2 separate regions of the Mus musculus genome follow, and region 2 is linked to region 1. A link is a contact called in public Hi-C data. All regions are on one chromosome and are shown on one strand. The core of a region is the stretch at or near the end of the contact, and the rest is flanking DNA. Distances in the headings are between cores, read along the strand shown.

Region 1 (3,373 bases), core at 560-3,059:
GCTGGGAGTGAGAGTGGTAATGGTGGGGGTGGGGCGGGGATCTCTGGTGACTAGCAGGAGGCCTGGGACTGGAGAGGATTCAGGAGTTTATGGGAGTGACTCTAGCTTAGATTCCTACTAGAGGGTGATATAGAGACTGAAATGGCCACCTCCTGTAGCCAGGCAGGACTTCCACCCACAAAACCTTTAACCAAAGTTTTGTCCTGCCTACAAGATGTACAGGAATAAAGATGGGAGCAGAGATTGAGGGAACAGCCAATCAATGACAGACCCAACCTGCAGAGACCCACCTCATGTGAGAGAGCCAACCCCTGGCACTATTAACTCTGCTATGCTTGCAAGATAGGAACTGAGCACAACTGTCTCCTGAGAGTCTCCATCCAGCAGCAGATGGAGGCAGAGATGCAGAGACTCACAGCCTAACATCAGGTGGAGCCTGGGAAGTCCCCTGGAATCGTGGGGGATGGAAATGAGCAAGGAGGAGGACCAAGGACACCACAAGAAGAGCCACAGAGTCAACTAACCTGAGACCATAGGGGTGCACAGAGCTTGGGCCACCAACCAGGCAGCATGCAGGAACTGGATCTAGACCCCAGACCCATCTATAGCAAATGTATAGCTTGGTTTTCCTGTGGCTCCCTTAACAAGTGAAGCAGGGGCTGTCTTAGTCTCTGTTCCCTGCCAATGGATCCTCTTCCCCTACCTGAACTGGCTGGTTGGGCCTTAGTAGGAGAGGATATGCCTAGTCCTGCTGGGACTAGATACCCCAGGGTAGGGTGATACCCAAGACAGGGTGGGGGTGGGGGGTGGGGGGGTGGGGGGTGTCTCCCCTTCTCTGCAGAGAAAGGGAAGGGGCAATGGGGGGAATGAGAAGGGGAAGTGGGACTGTAAAATAAATAAATAAAAAAAAAGAATGAAATGCACACATACACAGTGGATTGACAGACTTATGATAAATGCACACAGCTGTAAACCCTGATCAGGGTTGGCTCAGAATGTTGCCACCATTTCAGGATGCTCTCTTTGCACTCCTTCCTGTCATCTCCACCCTGCCTCAGAGGCAACTGTCCTGACTTCTTGCCTAACATGGTGTATTTACATATATAACCATGCAACTGCTTTGGGGAGTGAAAAAAAAAAAGACCTTTTATTTCATTGTTAACACTGAATCTGAATTCCTGGCTGGTTAAAACGTGGCCTCCAGGTCCTTGGGGCTCAGAATTATAGATTTCCATCCAGGGCAGATCAGGGCTCAGTGTCCAGTTGACAACAGAAGCCTTAAATGCTTTCTTAGGCAGCTCATCCTTATGACAAGACAGGAGTGAAAATGGGAAGAGGGTTTGGGAAGAGAAACTGGCTGAAGGATTTTAGTCACTGAATGCACACAGACCTGCCAGGCGGCTTGTCCAGTGGGGGCGGGGCAGAGGATTTTTTTCCCCCCCAAGCCCAGGCTGGGAAGGAAGGTCCACTCTTGCGCTTCCTTCTCCATAGGTTCCTCTTTCTCTAACTCATTCTGGTTTCCATCCTCTTCCTCGCCTGCTGGGGGTGAGGCTGTGATGGGAACACTGGGCTCTGGAGGTGTTCCTTCCCACAGTGTTCTCTCTCTCTCTCTCTCTCTCTCTCTCTCTCTCTCTCTCTCTCTCTCTCTCTCTCTCTCTCTCTCTCTCTCTCTCTCTCTCTCTCTCTCTCTCTCTCTCTCTCTCTCTCTCTCTCTCTCTCGGCAGGGCTGGGGAGGGAGGGAGAGCAGCCAGCCCGCCTTGGTCGTGAGTCAGCAGCTCTCCCCTCCTACCCAGGGAGAGGCTGTGCCAAGTCGCCCGCCCTCCCAGACTGGAGCACAGAAGTCCCTAGGGACCGTGTCTGGTGGGACATGGAGAAAGTGAGAGCCTGCCGCGGGCATGCCACGTGTTCCTGAGCGTGTGCACTCCGCTGAGCAGTTCTTACATAGCCTTCCTGGGCCTTTAGAAAGCATTTGAAAGTGGTTATGTATGGGAAGGCATGGCACAAATGCAAACAAGTTAAATTGCGTCTAGAATGTATAATGCAGTTTTCAAAACGTTATAAAACCTCTCGAAGAGGGGTTTCCTCTTTTAAGTTTTTGTTTAATTCTTGTGAACAGCCTTAAATACAGTTCAGCTTTGCAGTGTGCAGGCGTAGGGAGCATAACTAATTCTGTCCCCAGGAGATTACTTTGTCTTTGGAAGCGCCATCGTTTGTACTATTTTTAGCCAAGGAACCATATGCATTTTCGAGTAAAAAGCTGTCCTATTACTGTTTGGTAGTTTGTTTTTTATAAAACCACATACTGTTAGATAATGAAGAGAAACATTTCTAAGCTCAGGTTGCATATATTGTGAATCACGTGCCTTTCCCTTCATTTTGAATAAATACATAATAAAAATCCCTGTGATTTATTTATTTTCACATAGCTTACTTGCCTCCCAAGATTCACAAGATCTATTTCAGTAGTTGCTAAAAAGTAAATTCCCGAAATCCCATATTGTGTAGAACTATCTCAGGAACTCTGTCTGAGTTTAACAAAAGCGCTGTCATAGCAACATCTGGTTATATGTAATAGAGAGTATGTTGCATGTGCATATCTAAAGAAATGTAATATGGCATTTCCACCTCCAGTTCTGGATACAGTGATACAAGTTTTAACTACTCAAAACCTTTAGTGAGGACAGTTTACTGATTAAAAATGTTCAGTAGCAGGTGTTGCATCTCACATGTTCCTCTTGTCTAAAAGATGGCTTCATTGGGGCTGGCTTACAGGTTCAGAGGTTCAGTCCATTATCACCAAGGTGGGAACATGGCAGCGACCAGACAGGCATGGTGCAGGAAGAACTGAGAGTTCTACATCTTCATCTGAAAGCCGCTGGAAGACTGGCTTCCTGGCAGCTATGACAAGGGTCTTAAAGCCCACACCCACAGTGACACACCTACTCCAACAAGGCCACACCTTCAGACAGTGCCACTCCCTGGGCCAAAAATATGCAAACTATCACAGTGTATTTGTGTGTGTGTAGATTCAGTGCTTGGCTTGCCCTGGATGTAAGTGAAACCGCCTGCCCTGAAACCTTCAGATAGGTTATCGTATTGCTGAAGAAGCTCGTTATGATCACTTCAGTGGGGTGACTTGTGACTTACTAGTCCCCTTGTGAGAAAGGTGATCATTTCCTGAAGACTAAATAGTAGGGTTTTTTTTTTTTTTTTTGGCCCCTCTCTTGGTATGAAGCATGCAGAGGGAGTGTGCCCTCAGCCTTAAAGATCCTTGATACTTGAGGTAGAGCGACTTTCACCATTGAGCCCTCACCACTGCCACAGTGAGCTGTCTGTGGAAATAGTCTTTCCTCCAAGGCCATTTTCATTTTAA
Region 2 (3,373 bases), core at 462-2,961, 270 kb after region 1:
AAGGCAACTGTGTCTTCCAGACACACAGGACCAATACACACATACTGTACTAACTCATAAAGACTGTGGCAGTGAGGAAAAAGGACCCACACAGGGCCAAGCCAGGTAGGTCCCCAGCACTGAAATGGAGGAGTGGACACAGGCTCCTACCCCTAATCAAGAGACTATCTCCTATTGACACCTGCTTGCAAAGGGAAAATGGAGTCCTTAAATGGAGTCTCACTAGATATATTAACCACACATAATAACAGGTTCCCTGCCTAGCAGTAGATGGCGGACCCCAAAGGAACTCAATTGTACTTGTATAGACATTTTGCCAAATTTTGCTTTATCTGAGCATTTTAAAAAATTGGTCTTTTGATTGTATATTTTGGTTTCATGCTTTTAAGAGGGTGTGTGTGTGTTTCTTGGTTTTGTTTATTAAATAGTTTGTTTTTAAAGAGAGAAAGAAAGGGTGTGGAGTTGGGTGGGTTGGGAAGGTGGAGTCAGAGCTGGAAGGGAAAAAACATGATCAGCATATACTATATGAAAAAAATTTTCTCAGTTGAAAGTTTAAAAAGGCAACAATAGAAAGGTGACACTTTTGTTGCCCGAATGGGATTCGCCGATGTTCTTTCTGACCTAGCAATCAGACTCCATTATGTTTGGCTCCTACATCCGTGAGATTCTTCAAATGCTCCTGGCACCATAATTTTCTCTGCTCATCCCCTCATTTGTGAACTAAGTAATGGTTGCCACACGCGTGTGCTCACAAGCCCCCGTGCTCTGACTGTAACTGGGATAACTATCTTTTGAATTGTCTCCCTGCCAGGTGAGCTGGTCCTTCCTATATCAGTGATGTTGGTGGGGAAGCCTGGGAAGAGGGAGCAAAGACTTCCCTAGACTGCAGTAGGAAGTGGCTGTTCAGGTTTGCATAGTGTGCCCCAGTGATGTACGTGTTGGGTGCTTGGTGCCCAGGGTTGTGGTACAGGGGGTTGTAGTGGTCGCTGTAAAAGATGGAGATTACATAGCAGTCCTCGAGTCATGGGAATAGGAACACTAAACTCAAAAGGGAGTTGAGTGAGCTTTTGGTGTTCTCTGGTGACAGCTTGCTTCCTGGGTAAAGATGGAACTGCCTGTCTCCTCTGAACTTTGAGTCCCCAGAGCAGTGAGCTGAACTATGTTTCTTTCCTTCATCAGTCTGCCTCAAATATGTCATTGGAGGTGATGGCCAGCGGAGTAAGATAGTAGATCTCAACAGAATCTAACTACAGAGTGGCTCTTATCACTATTACTTTTAAAGTTAATTTGTAAACCATTACCTAAGAATGTGAAGACTGAATGTCAATGAGGAATTATCCCATGGTTTGATACATGTGTGCATCACAGAAAACATGAATTTAATTTTAAAAGAAGACTAAGCTACAGCACAGCAAATGTAGCCTCTAGAGCTGTCCAGGCATTCTGCTACAACACAAGAGCAAAGGAAACCTATACGTTATTGCTTAGAGGGCTTTCAGGCTTGGAACCAGCCATGCATTGAGCAACCCAGGACACTGAGAGCTTCCCTCAGCAGTCCTAAAAAGTCTGGAGAAGCTCAAACAGGTCTGTTGTTTCAAGGAAGTATATAAAAATAAATAAACTGCAGGCTGAGTTCCCATAAATTCCACATTCTCATCCCCGCCTGCAATAAGCTTCCTTTTTACAGAGACACTTTCATTTCGTGAAAAGGGCTTACTATGATGGTTTTGGTATTTAAATGAATAATTAAGGAAGCCAACGTACAGTCTCTGTGCCTGGTTTTCTTTTCCCCATTGTTTTCTCTCTCTCTCTCTCTCTCTCTCTCCTCCTCCTCCTCCTTCTTCTTCTTCTTCTTCTGCCTTCTTCCTCTCTCTCTCTCTCTCTCTCTCTCTCTCTCTCTCTGTATACTTGGTATTAACATACACCTTTCTTTAGTCCCAGCACTCTGGAGGCAGAGGCAGGAGGATCTCTGAGTTCAAGACCAGTCTTGTTTACCTACAGAGTTCCAGGGTTACACAGAGAAACCCTCTCTTGAAAAACTACTACTACTACTACTACTACTACTACTACTACTACTACCACCAGTGTTTTGAGGGGTCTGGATTTTCAAGATGTTCCATTGTCTGGGCAGGAAGTCAATATTTTCCTATCAAGATATTCATTACTTTCTGTGTTTTTTTTTTAAATTCTAAGTCAATATCTTTTAAAGACAAGAATATCTTTAATGAAGACTAAGCTATGGCACAGATAAGAATGTCCAGGAGTCTTCATTAGTGGAGGGTTGGTGACTTGAGAAAATGTGTGTATGTGCACTTCCCACTTTGGACCTTCATGTGAGTCTTCCTCACTTTCTTGTTGAGAGCAGCCAGGCTCAGGGATGGCATACCCTTGGCTCCACATTCTACAGCCAGCATAGGGTACTACTGAGCCTTCGCCTGAGTTCACTGTCTCTGCCACGTCTCATAGTTAAGTGCCATTTAGTCAAATAGTTAAAGCCTGGGGAAGCTGAGTTTGCATCAGCAAATATTGGGCAAATGATGCCTGACTCTGTCCTTAACAGCCTGGAATGCCCACGTGCCGTAGTCTGGACATCCGAATCATTCCATCAACTGATCTGTTTGGTCAAGTATGTTTCTGACGGGGTGATAATGATGAATATCATAATATGTTTCCAATGATGGCAGCAACTCTGCTTAACAATGAGAGCAACTGGCAACACTAATGCTCTAAGTGTTGAAATATTGAGGATAAGAGAACTTCCAACGCAGCTTGTTAACCAATGCCCCAGGGGATGAATCAGCAGGATCGTGCTTCCCGTAGCTCTTTCTGGATACTTTCTGTATGTCTCCACAATCAAGCAGCGTGTGATGAGCTGTTTGGCTGAGAAACCAGAGTTAAGAGAATAAACAGGGTTGATGGAATAAACAGTCAGCCCGAGTGTGGGGAAGGGCAGCGAGAAGGCCTCAGCTGACTTGCCTCATTCTTGGCCTCCTGGGAACAGTCCCGTCTCCCCCTGCCCCCAAACCCCAAGGCCCCCATGTGAACTTGTGTGAACTATGGCTTATAGCTGACTTGTTTGGTTTCTCATTGGCTGGTGCAAGATCCTGGGCAGGCACTGACTGGATTAAGAAAGAGCTTCACAACAAGACCATATGTATGCACATGTACACACAGAGGGAGACACGTGTGTACATCTACAGGCAACTACAAGTTTGTGTGCACACTCACGTAAGAAGAGAGAGATGACTTCCTAATGGAGAGAAGTGAGATCTTTGTCTCTGATCATTATGGTTTACATCTCAAATTAAGTAACATATCTTTCCAAATGTTACTGAGTGCTCCCCATGAGAGGATTTAAAGGTGTACAATATCC

Evidence for each region. A called contact is a pair of places that touch in the nucleus more often than the background predicts.
Region 2: a Hi-C map of bone marrow-derived macrophages shows a contact between it and region 1, with 23 read pairs. The contact joins two enhancer-like sites. A contact is called at or near these places in 2 of 484 Hi-C or Micro-C datasets (the N1E-115 cell line and bone marrow-derived macrophages), 7 of 115 datasets of contacts at active chromatin or transcription factors (embryonic basal ganglia, embryonic midbrain, embryonic stem cells and 2 more) and 1 of 9 other capture datasets (adipose tissue).

Annotation. Positions count from the first base shown.
Region 1 is chr14:61,755,817-61,759,189 of GRCm38.p6, forward strand. No RefSeq gene overlaps it. Among named protein-coding and RNA genes, the nearest start is that of Gm46480, 50 kb to the left of the region's middle. Within about 2 kb of position 1,810, at least 129 of the 459 cell types and tissues checked have an H3K27ac peak or open chromatin away from gene starts, as enhancers often do. A contact at or near this core is called in bone marrow-derived macrophages, where this site is marked.
Region 2 is chr14:62,025,085-62,028,457 of GRCm38.p6, forward strand. No RefSeq gene overlaps it. Among named protein-coding and RNA genes, the nearest start is that of Gm35307, 8.1 kb to the right of the region's middle. Within about 2 kb of position 1,712, at least 13 of the 459 cell types and tissues checked have an H3K27ac peak or open chromatin away from gene starts, as enhancers often do. A contact at or near this core is called in bone marrow-derived macrophages, where this site is marked.